Regions from separate parts of the Mus musculus genome. Here all the other regions are linked to region 3. Evidence: chromatin contacts called from public HiChIP or PLAC-seq data. All regions are on one chromosome and are shown on one strand. Each heading gives the region's core, a stretch centred on a gene start, on an enhancer-like site or on the middle of the called end of the contact. The rest is flanking DNA. Distances are from core to core; before and after follow the strand shown.

Region 1 (2,927 bases), core at 402-2,901, 500 kb before region 3:
ACATGCTTGGCTTTTGTGTTGGGGCAAACACTTTGCCTACTGAGCCGTCCCCTGCACATCCCCCACCCCCCTACCCCAATAATTCTTGATGGTTAGCTGCTCCTAAATCATACAAGACCACAGACCTGTGCTTTTGTTTCTGGGATGAACTCCAAGAACCTAAAACGATGTCTAGTATGCAATAAGGGCCTAATCAATGCTGACTGCTCACAGCACTTATAGCATAACAGCAGAGTGTCAGGTGTTAGTCCAACTTTCCCAGTCAATACATCTTCATCCTGAATTAAGTCTACTGTCTTCTAGGCATGGGCAGGAGGGGCTACTTTCAAGTAACCACATTAGAGGTTCCTGACACCCCACAGTAAGGTAGATGCTGTTGCCATGTCTGTCCTGAGAAGCTTGGGGGGGATGTTGCAAAGTACCACCCCTGGGTCTGCACCCCTCATAGGGGTGACTCTCTACCACCTTCTTCCAGGTCTTCTTTGTGGGGTCATCTCAGTCTATCTGTCCTCCTGACACGAGGGAAGCCCCTGGGGTGGGATACCCCATGTAATGAGGGTGTATGTGGCATTTGCTCTGAGCTTTTGCAAAATGGAGATTAAAAATAGGAAAAGGGAGCAGGGCACATAAAGCAGAGGTGACCCATGGGCAGAAGTGGAGGGTCAGAAGGGCACCTTTGCTGTTTGATGCCACTGCAGGACCCACAGACAGCCTTTGCTTCCTAACTAGGGTGTGTGTGTGTGTGTGTGTGTGTGTGTGTGTGTGTGTGTGTGTGTGTGTGAAAAAAACACCCACAAACACCAGCAAACAATAAAGAGAGGCAAAAAGAGCAGCATCACCTCAAATGGCTCTAGTCCCTGGCTGGTTTGGGGAACCAGGGGTTTGAAGTTTCCAAGGACTGGGGAGGGAGAGGAAAACGTAAGATGGTATACTCAGGCACAGCCAGGATGCTCCCTGGCAGTGTGGAAGGTGTAGAGAGATTTCACCTCTCAGCTCTTCTACTGTTCTGTGCTCTGGAACTCGGAAGCCAACCACCAGCATGCGCTGCTCAGGTGTCTGTGGGAGAGGAGGAGGCAGCAGAGGGGCTGAAAGGGTCAGGGTCAAGGTCAGGGTGGGTCTGCTCGATAGTCCTGAATTAGTCCTTTAGGGGGTTCCAAGGTCAGTGGAAACAGCCAGGCTTCAGAGTCCTGGGGACTGGGTTTGGATTTAAATCTCATTCCTCACCAGCCTCAAGAAACCTTGCCATCTGCAAATGAAAAGGGAAAGCAGAACCAGTCTCATCCAAGCTCCTGTAAGGACTCAGAGAATCACTCCTAGGAAGCCTGACTCACGGTCACAGCCATGACCGTGCTGGGGTTGAGATGGCATCTCTGCAGTGACTTGTGCAGCCTCCTCTGCTTACACTGCACACTGCTGTGTCTCAGGAAGCAGAAACTAAGCCTTGATCTTACTGGGCATTGTAGAAGGGTGGGCGCCATGCCTGCTCATATTGGTGCTAACCAACAGTTTAGACACGATTGAAAGACAAGCAGAGTGGATGTTGTCAGAGAGCCATCTTTATAAACGCTTCTCCAACTCCCAGTGTCTTCCAGAGCCAACGCTTATTTTTAGCTCTTCCAAGGATCACTGTGTTTCCCATCCTGAGCTCTCAGCCCAACGGTGCTCACTCACGTCGAAGCATATGCAATACCAGCCTGGGGTTGAGAGACAGCTGTTGGTACAGTGCCTGTTATGTAAGCGTGAAGACCTCAATTTGTATTCCCAGCATCCACATAAAAGCCACCACAGTAGCATGTGTCTGCTCAGGGAAGGAAGAGACCATCGGGTACCCAGAGCTCACTGATCAACCTAGTTGATGAACTCCAGGTTCAGTGAGAGGCCCTGTCTCAAGATACATAGGGGGCCATCAAGATGACTGAGCTGGTAAAGGTGCTTCATCAAGCCTGAGTTTGATCATTAAAAACTCCACAGTAGAGGAGAAAGAAGAGAAATAACTCCTGCAAGCTGTCCTCTGATCGCTATACACAAGTGCCGTGATGCACATATGTCAGTTGTCCTAATAAGGCAACTTCTGGTCTCTACATTCACAGGCACGCATGTGTGCACACTCAAATACATATGAACTCATAACACATAATCACACACATACATATATACAAACACACACTTTTATACACATGTGTATGCACATGCACACACACATGAACTCAATACACAATCACATACATACACACATATGTATGCATACACACATAAACTCATAACATGCAATCACACACACACACATATATATACATATACTCACACATGTATACATACACATGCATGCAGAGAGAGAGAGAAACCTACAGAGAGATAGAGAGACAGACACAGACAGAGAGATAGAGAGAGACAGAAACAGAGAGATATATAAAGACAGACAGAAATAGAGAGCCCATCCCAGAATCTATGCCTTGTCTCATCAGAAGCAAGACCTTATCATCAGAGAACAAGGTACAGGCCACCCCCTTCTCCTCCTCCAGTCAGCTCCTGCTCCAGCCTCTGCATCTAGGAACTACTTTCCAGGATCTCAGACAGGGACATGACTCTCCCTCCTCCTGTCTGGAGATTTAGACCTATAGAAGACTAATGCTAAGTTCTTGGTCCCAGTAACAGTGAGATGTATGGCTCCATCCTATACAGTGGATCTTAAGTCCAAGCCAAGAGTGTTGGTTCCTCCCATAACATCTGTGCCATGATGACAGCAGTGGGATTATCCCACAGACAGGTCACTAGGCGACCCAGATGATTGCTTTTCTTCAATAGTGCGTGTATTGCATCTCAGCACTATGAGCACTGCTCAGTAAGGGCTGCTCAGTTTCTCCACATGCTGTGCCTTGAGTAGGTGGTGTCCTCAGGAGCAGTGCCTACCGTCAGGCTGTGGAGGG
Region 2 (3,062 bases), core at 240-2,739, 460 kb before region 3:
CTGGAGTCAGAGCTGAGTCTCAGCTACACCACTGCCTACACGTGTGGCTTTGGGTGGAGATCTTGATTCGAGCACCCAAATTCCCATCATGCCCGCAGGAGGAGTCATGGGGGAAATCAAAGGTAAAGTTCTAGAACCCACTAGCAGGGTGGGGTCTGGCCACCTGTACATTTAAAAACGTCTGCAGCTCCTTGTAGAATCAAGAATGACTAAATTAAAAGACTTCAGTGGGAGGGCTTTCTATAAATCAGTTCCTCATTTACCTAGTATGCAAATCAGATGTGCCTGTCATGAATATTCATAGTCCCATCGCTGCGAGAAGTTGCTCTGACCCTGTAGTTCCTTCTTGTTATGATTTAAACGTTCCTTCAAAATTCAAACTCAAGGCCCAATGGGAGAGTACTGTGTGAAGTGGCGGGGTGGGGGGTGGGGGCTTGAGGGGTGATTGTAACCCTCCCTGGCCTTTTGGCTTCTTCAACAGTCAGAGCACTTGTCCCCTCCAGAGGACACAGCAGTAACATGACACCTTGGAAGGAGAAAGTCCTGTGGAAGCTCACAAGTTTGCCTCGCCAGTCCAGCGTGGGTGAGAAATTCATTTCTATGGTTTACAAACACCTCAGTCTCTGATACTTTGTTGCAGTGGTGGGTTCCTGCCTGCCAAATCTTGTATCTGTTTGTCTTGCCATCTCTTCCACCCACAAGCTTTAGAAGTTCGTGTCTACTCGAGGCCACCACAGGAATCCCCTGCTCAGTTGTTGTCCTTGGCCTCATCTTCCTGACACTGGACATGTACAGGATTCCCCCCCACCCCCCGCCCGAACACTTTCAGCTTTCTGTCCACTAGATTTTGGCTGCAGTCTTGAACAACTCTGCAGGCTGGTTTGATCATGAAGGATACCACCATTACCCACACTGAGCCCATTTCCCAGAAGAGAACAGTGAGGTGCACAGTGAACGGACCCACACGTGGTTCACTCCATCCTATCTCTAATACTGCACCTCGGAGGAGAGGCAGATTTATCTCTGCTCAGGATGTATCTGGGAGCCGGGAGCCAGGACCCAGCCAGTGACAGGAGCTACACCAGCCTGTCCCACTTTGCGGCAGCCCAGCTCTGAGCTGGGTCAAAGTGCTGTCATCCGATTGATCCCTTTCAGGAATCTACAGAGGGAGATGTAGCCATGGGTTGCCTGGGAATTCCATGCATACATACGAGGAAGAAACCCAGTGGTCTCATTTGCTCCATTCTCGGAACTGGCTCATTTTTAGATGGGGTCATAGCAGCTTCAAGGCTACCCCAAGGCTATGGTCACGTCTAAGTCACCAGGTCCACTGGAGACAGGAAACATCAAGGTGAAAATGCCTCCATTACTGAAGAAACCCTGTTCCATTTAGGAAAAAAATAAGTGTTTCTCTTTTATATTATGTAACTCCGGGAGGCAGTTGCTTAGCAACGGAGCCCAGTTGGCTGGGCCGGGAGTGGTTATTAACTCTTCCCACAGTCAGTTGACATTGGGTCTCCCTGGAAGGCCACCAACCACCCCATTTCCATAACAGAACACTCACGCCTTTCATTTGTCCCTATGCCAGCGCCAGCGAATGGTTCTGGTCACTTTGCCCCAGAACTGCAGATCTCTCTTTCTCGAGGGAGGAGGTACATGCAGCCCTCTGGAGAGAGTCTCCACCCGCTAGAGAACCATCAAGAACCCACTGGGCCGTGTTGATTGGAACAGAACAGCTGGCAAGCAGCCAAAGCCATGTGTACAGGTGATTGTGGGATAAACACCAGCGGAGACGAAAGAGCATTCACTATGTGTGGAGACCAAGGTTAAACAGTGAGGATTAACAGGGAACTGGGTAGCCTGTGCCCCTCCCCAGTGTCCCTCCCCCTGTTTCCGCCCACAGACCACCCACGTGACTCTCCCACGTAACCCGCCCACAACCCCACCCATGTGACCCTCCCATGGGCTCCTCCCACACCCCCATGGCCCCTCCCATGGAACCCTCCCATGTGCCCATTTACATTGGATGAATTGGAATGAAGGGATAGATGGCCCTGGGTGTGGTTGTGTGCACCTGTCAATCCGGCAGTCAGAAGGCCGAGGCAGGAGGATGGTGAAATTTGAGTTCAGCCTGGGTTACAGAGTGAGACCCTTTCTCAACAAAAGAAAACAAAACACGCAAGTGTAGAGGGGGGAAAAATCCAAAAACGGGATTCTGGTTGCTGCAGCGGCTTTGAGGGGAAAGCGGGTAGAGGTGCGTACCCACATGTCAGGCTATCTGTGGGCACCCTGATTCGTCACTCTGAGGCATGGTCTCACTAGGAAGCTCAGGCTGGCCTGGAGCTCACAGCCCTCCCCTTAAGCTTTAGTGTTGGAATGACGCCATGCAGCGCGCATGCGTGAGATGCGCATGCGTAGTTCAGCGCTGCATGGCTAAGGATTGACTTTCTCCACCCAGGCCTGAGAAGAGCTCCTCAGACTCTCGGGTCTCCCTCTCTATACTCAATGGCAGCCTGATCAGGCCAATGTTCCTGCAGTGACGAGAACATACTTTCACATATTGTATCCGTGAACAGGTCTGTTAACTTCGGCCTGCCTCCTCCCCATGTCTGCACAGCTTCACACAAGTTCAAGCCATGGCTTCCCCCACCCCCACCTCGTCGAGATGTAGAAGATGCTTCTCGTTTGCATCTCTCCACCAAGCAGTTGAAATGAATCTCCAAAACTGAGCTGAGACCCACTCTGTGTGGCGTCTGTCAGAGCTTCTTTCTTTGCTGGGCTTAGGTCGTTTCTTTTTTTGCAAGGCCCCGCGTGAGCCTGCTTCTCCCCGCTCAATTATGAATGCACTTGCCCTCACCTACAAGTTCCAGCCCTGCCGGCCTCAGCTCTCACACCACCAGCAGCATCAGCTCACAGTTTTCACAGGCCCTTTGCACTCATGGCTTCTGCTGCCCCTCCCTCATCCTGGAGATCAAAGTTTAGGGTCATCACCCCCAACCCCCAGCAGCCCCATCTCAGTACCCATTAGCATCTGGAAACACACACACACACACCATACACAC
Region 3 (3,349 bases), core at 266-2,765:
CCTCACAGGGTGGGGGCAGAGGGAAGGGAAGAGAGAATGGAATGAAGCTTTTTCATGTCCCCCTTCCCAATGGGGAAAGTTTTCTACTGAAGCTTGCTTGGTTGTGACTTGGGGAGCCCTGGGTCTGGTCCCTCCCACTTACTGAAGATTTCAATCAAGTCCTGTTTTCAGTGAGTCTCAGACAGGCTGAACTCCAGGAAGGCAAGCACTGTCCAGTCCACCCAAGTGTCCCCTTGTGCCTGCTCCACTCCGCAAGGAGCAACACACCCCCCAAAAAAAACAGCGAAGGGCCAAGGCTTGCAAGGGAAGGCAAGCCAAAAATACCCAGCCAGCGCAGCTGTGTGTACAGTGTGACTCTTCCTAGCAAACACGGCACGGGGATTTGATGTTTCCTGGATCACGGGGCTCACAAACACGATCGGGAAAAAAAATAATAATCTGACCATTGTTCGGTATTGAAAGGTTCTCTGAGGGCTATGCATACTGCTAAGGAGACAGACGGTTTACCTGGCGTGTGTGAAGCCCTGGGTCCCATCTCCAGGACCTCAAAAAATTAGACGAGTAAATGTGTATATTTTCTCTCACATGAAGGTAGGTAACACTGCCGCCACATGGGCGTGTCACGCTTGACCATTTGAAAGGGGATGCAGCTTTGGTTTAGAGCCTTACAGAATTGCATGGTTCAGGGGTGGCTGTAAAGTCCGAGCCAATTTTTTCATCAACTCAAGGAAGCCACACCAGCTAAGCAACTGGCAGTGGGGTCAATTAAGAAGTGACACACAGCCCCACTCTGGAACACCGCCTAGAACTCCCCGGGACAAGTACAGCTCTAAGAGGCCATCACACCTCAGAAAAATCAATAATAAATCAGTCGTGATATTAAGAGCAACTTGGCAGCGAGCGGCCAGCCGGAGCCGGTGCAGCGGGAACCTCCAGTCTTGCAAGACCAGGCTAGGCTCAAGTGGCTCTCCTGTCATCCTTCCCAGAAAGGGCAGGCCGCCAGGGGTCCAAGTTGAGGAAAGTGGCTCAGGTAATGGCGCTGGTGACAGAACTGAGAACTCAAGGTCTACTTACTACTGCAAGGGGCCAGAGGACAGGGGCAGGGGGGCTGAGAGACAGACAGCCCTGCAACCAGCCTGGGACAGCGGGACGGAGGGGACTGGCGGGCGGACCAGAAAAGGAGGGAGAGGACCAGAGGGGACAAGAGGGGACTGGAGGGAACTGGCGGGGGAGGGGGGGGAGGGGGAAGGTGAGGGAGAGGACCAGGAGGGATCCGGAAGGGACCTGAGAGGGAGGGAAAGAACCGAAGGAGACTGGATAGGGCGGAGAGGGCCAGAGCAGTACCTGGGCTCCGGCAGGACGACCTTCTTGCTGGCGCGCGCGGCCGGCGCCGTCTTGCTCTTCTCCATGGCCATCAGGTAGCTGACGTCGGCCAGCACGGCCTCCAGGTCCGCCATGGCGGCTCCGCAGCTCCCGCCGCCCCGACGGGGCCACGGCGCGCCCGACGCGCGACCCCGACGCGGACCCCGACGCACCGCCCCTTCCGCGGCTCCGCGCCCCAGCCCGGCGCGCCCCCAACCGTCCGCGGCCACGCGCTCCTGACCCAGCCTCTCAGGCACCAGGGACTTCCTCTCCCTCCTCCTCTCCCTCTCCCTCCTCCTCTCTTCTCTCTCCTCTCCTCCTTTTCCTCTCTTTCTCACCCTTAGCTCTCTAAGCACAGTCCAGATGCCCAGTACTGAGTGGACACTCCAGGAGGTCTCCAATAGCACACTGTCCTGGAGAGGACGCTTCAAGAGGTATCCTGGAGTAGTCCCACCTGCTCTTTCGAATGATTGCCAAATAGAGGTCAGAGCTACAGCAGGGGGTGTCTCCAGCCATTAGCCCCACCCTAGACCTCCCTCTGAGAACCAAGCCAAGAGACACCAGCATAGAAGAGAAAGTTGCTTGGCTCCCGCCATGCAGGGTGAAGTGGGGTGAGAGTCCTGCCCTGGAGCAGCGCTGTCCCAGGGGACCCAGTTGATGGAAGCACTCTAGGTTCAAGGTCATAACTGGCTTGCATTCAGGTGAAAGGCCTCAGGGTGTGTGTCCAGTTGGGGGGCGGGGGGGTTAAGGTATCCTAGCTTCTGCAGGCTCTCTACCAACTCAAGAACCACAAGAGGAAGTGCCCCTATGAGAGTGCAGAGCCTCCTGGGTTTTCAGGGAAGTGGAAGGGCTGAGACTTGATTCTGGGCAGTAGGGAATTCCCAACCCTGCCTAGGTCACTATTTCATTTCTCTGCAGCTGGGCACAGGGGTCCACATTCAAAATCCATGTGGTACCTGTTAAGGGATCAGGAAATCTGCAGACATCATAAGCTTGCAGGGCCTTTATCCAAATTGCCATACATCACTGTGAACCCGGGATTGGCCAGGGTTAGAGTGAACTGTTGGGGGTTTACAGTCACGTTTTTTGATTAGTTCTCCTGCTTTTGTTTTCTGTCTATTCTGTTTCCCAAAGGACTAGTTTTACCAGAAGTTTCTCAATCCCCAAGGCACAGTATTTAGAGGGACTAGAAAAGGTATAGGTGGGAAGGGGTGGGAACATCCTGAAGGAGTTGGGTCTGCCACAGACAGCCCACATCACCGCTATAGTGCCCACTGTATAATGGGGCAGAGACAGGGAGAGCCAAGCCTTCAGTTGAATTTGCCAGTTCCATTCACTTTTTCACCCAAATATGGGAGCATAGATGCCTTGTCTACCCAGTGAGGAGAGAGGGGTAAGTTCCCCCCAAAACACATTGCTCCTTCATGTCTGAATATTGTTTCTTCCAAAATGTTGTTGTTGTTTTTTTTAATCATCTGGGATCCTCAGATGATCAGATAACAAATAACCCTCCCACCTTCCCCATTTTTGATTGATTGATTGATTGATTGATTGATTGATTTTGGTCCTTTTTGACCTAGTAAGATTTTTTTTGTCTTGTCATGTTCCTTTTCCAAGTTGTGGTAGGTAGTAAGTTATGAAGACAGCCACATTCAAACCTTTAGTCTATGCTAAAAGGCTGAGAGAAATCAGGGGCAAGGTCCCAGCTTTCTGTGGCTCTGTCCTCATGAGTAATGAGACCAGTTCTTTTGAGTAAACAGAGGGGGAGGGCAGCATCTAGAGCTGTACCTTGGGATGGGAAGTGCAGGCCACATAATAATGAGGAACTGAGTTCAACTGTCAGAGCCCACATAGAGTGCATGGGGACACATGCTTGGAACCCCAACACCAGGAAGACAAGATGGGGGGAGCCCCGGGGCTCAGCAGCAGGCCAGCCTAGCTGAACTCATGATTTCTAGATCATTAAGAGAGCAAGTGTCAGAAAACA

What was found. HiChIP or PLAC-seq counts read pairs in DNA pulled down with a chosen protein or histone mark.
Region 1: an H3K4me3 HiChIP or PLAC-seq map of forebrain shows a contact between it and region 3, with 4 times the contacts expected there. The contact joins the enhancer-like site here to the promoter of Grk3 in region 3. A contact is called at or near these places in 4 of 39 promoter capture datasets (the 3T3-L1 cell line, cranial neural crest and embryonic stem cells) and 6 of 115 datasets of contacts at active chromatin or transcription factors (embryonic basal ganglia, embryonic stem cells, forebrain and 1 more).
Region 2: an H3K4me3 HiChIP or PLAC-seq map of forebrain shows a contact between it and region 3, with 5 times the contacts expected there. The contact joins the enhancer-like site here to the promoter of Grk3 in region 3. A contact is called at or near these places in 3 of 39 promoter capture datasets (cranial neural crest, embryonic stem cells and hippocampal neurons), 1 of 15 datasets of contacts at CTCF or cohesin (the NIH/3T3 cell line) and 3 of 115 datasets of contacts at active chromatin or transcription factors (embryonic basal ganglia, embryonic stem cells and forebrain).

Annotation. Positions count from the first base shown.
Region 1 is chr5:112,508,955-112,511,881 of GRCm38.p6, forward strand. The region is part of intron 1 of Sez6l (seizure related 6 homolog like); the gene reads right to left. Among named protein-coding and RNA genes, the nearest start is that of Gm42160, 34 kb to the left of the region's middle. Within about 2 kb of position 1,652, at least 16 of the 459 cell types and tissues checked have an H3K27ac peak or open chromatin away from gene starts, as enhancers often do. A contact at or near this core is called in forebrain, where this site is marked.
Region 2 is chr5:112,550,597-112,553,658 of GRCm38.p6, forward strand. The region is part of intron 1 of Sez6l (seizure related 6 homolog like); the gene reads right to left. Among named protein-coding and RNA genes, the nearest start is that of Sez6l, 25 kb to the right of the region's middle. Within about 2 kb of position 1,490, at least 60 of the 459 cell types and tissues checked have an H3K27ac peak or open chromatin away from gene starts, as enhancers often do. A contact at or near this core is called in embryonic stem cells, forebrain and hippocampal neurons, where this site is marked.
Region 3 is chr5:113,014,023-113,017,371 of GRCm38.p6, forward strand. It overlaps Grk3 (G protein-coupled receptor kinase 3), which reads right to left and starts at 1,516. Exons shown (of 21, transcript NM_177078.4): 1 at 1,345-1,516. The coding sequence starts at 1,457.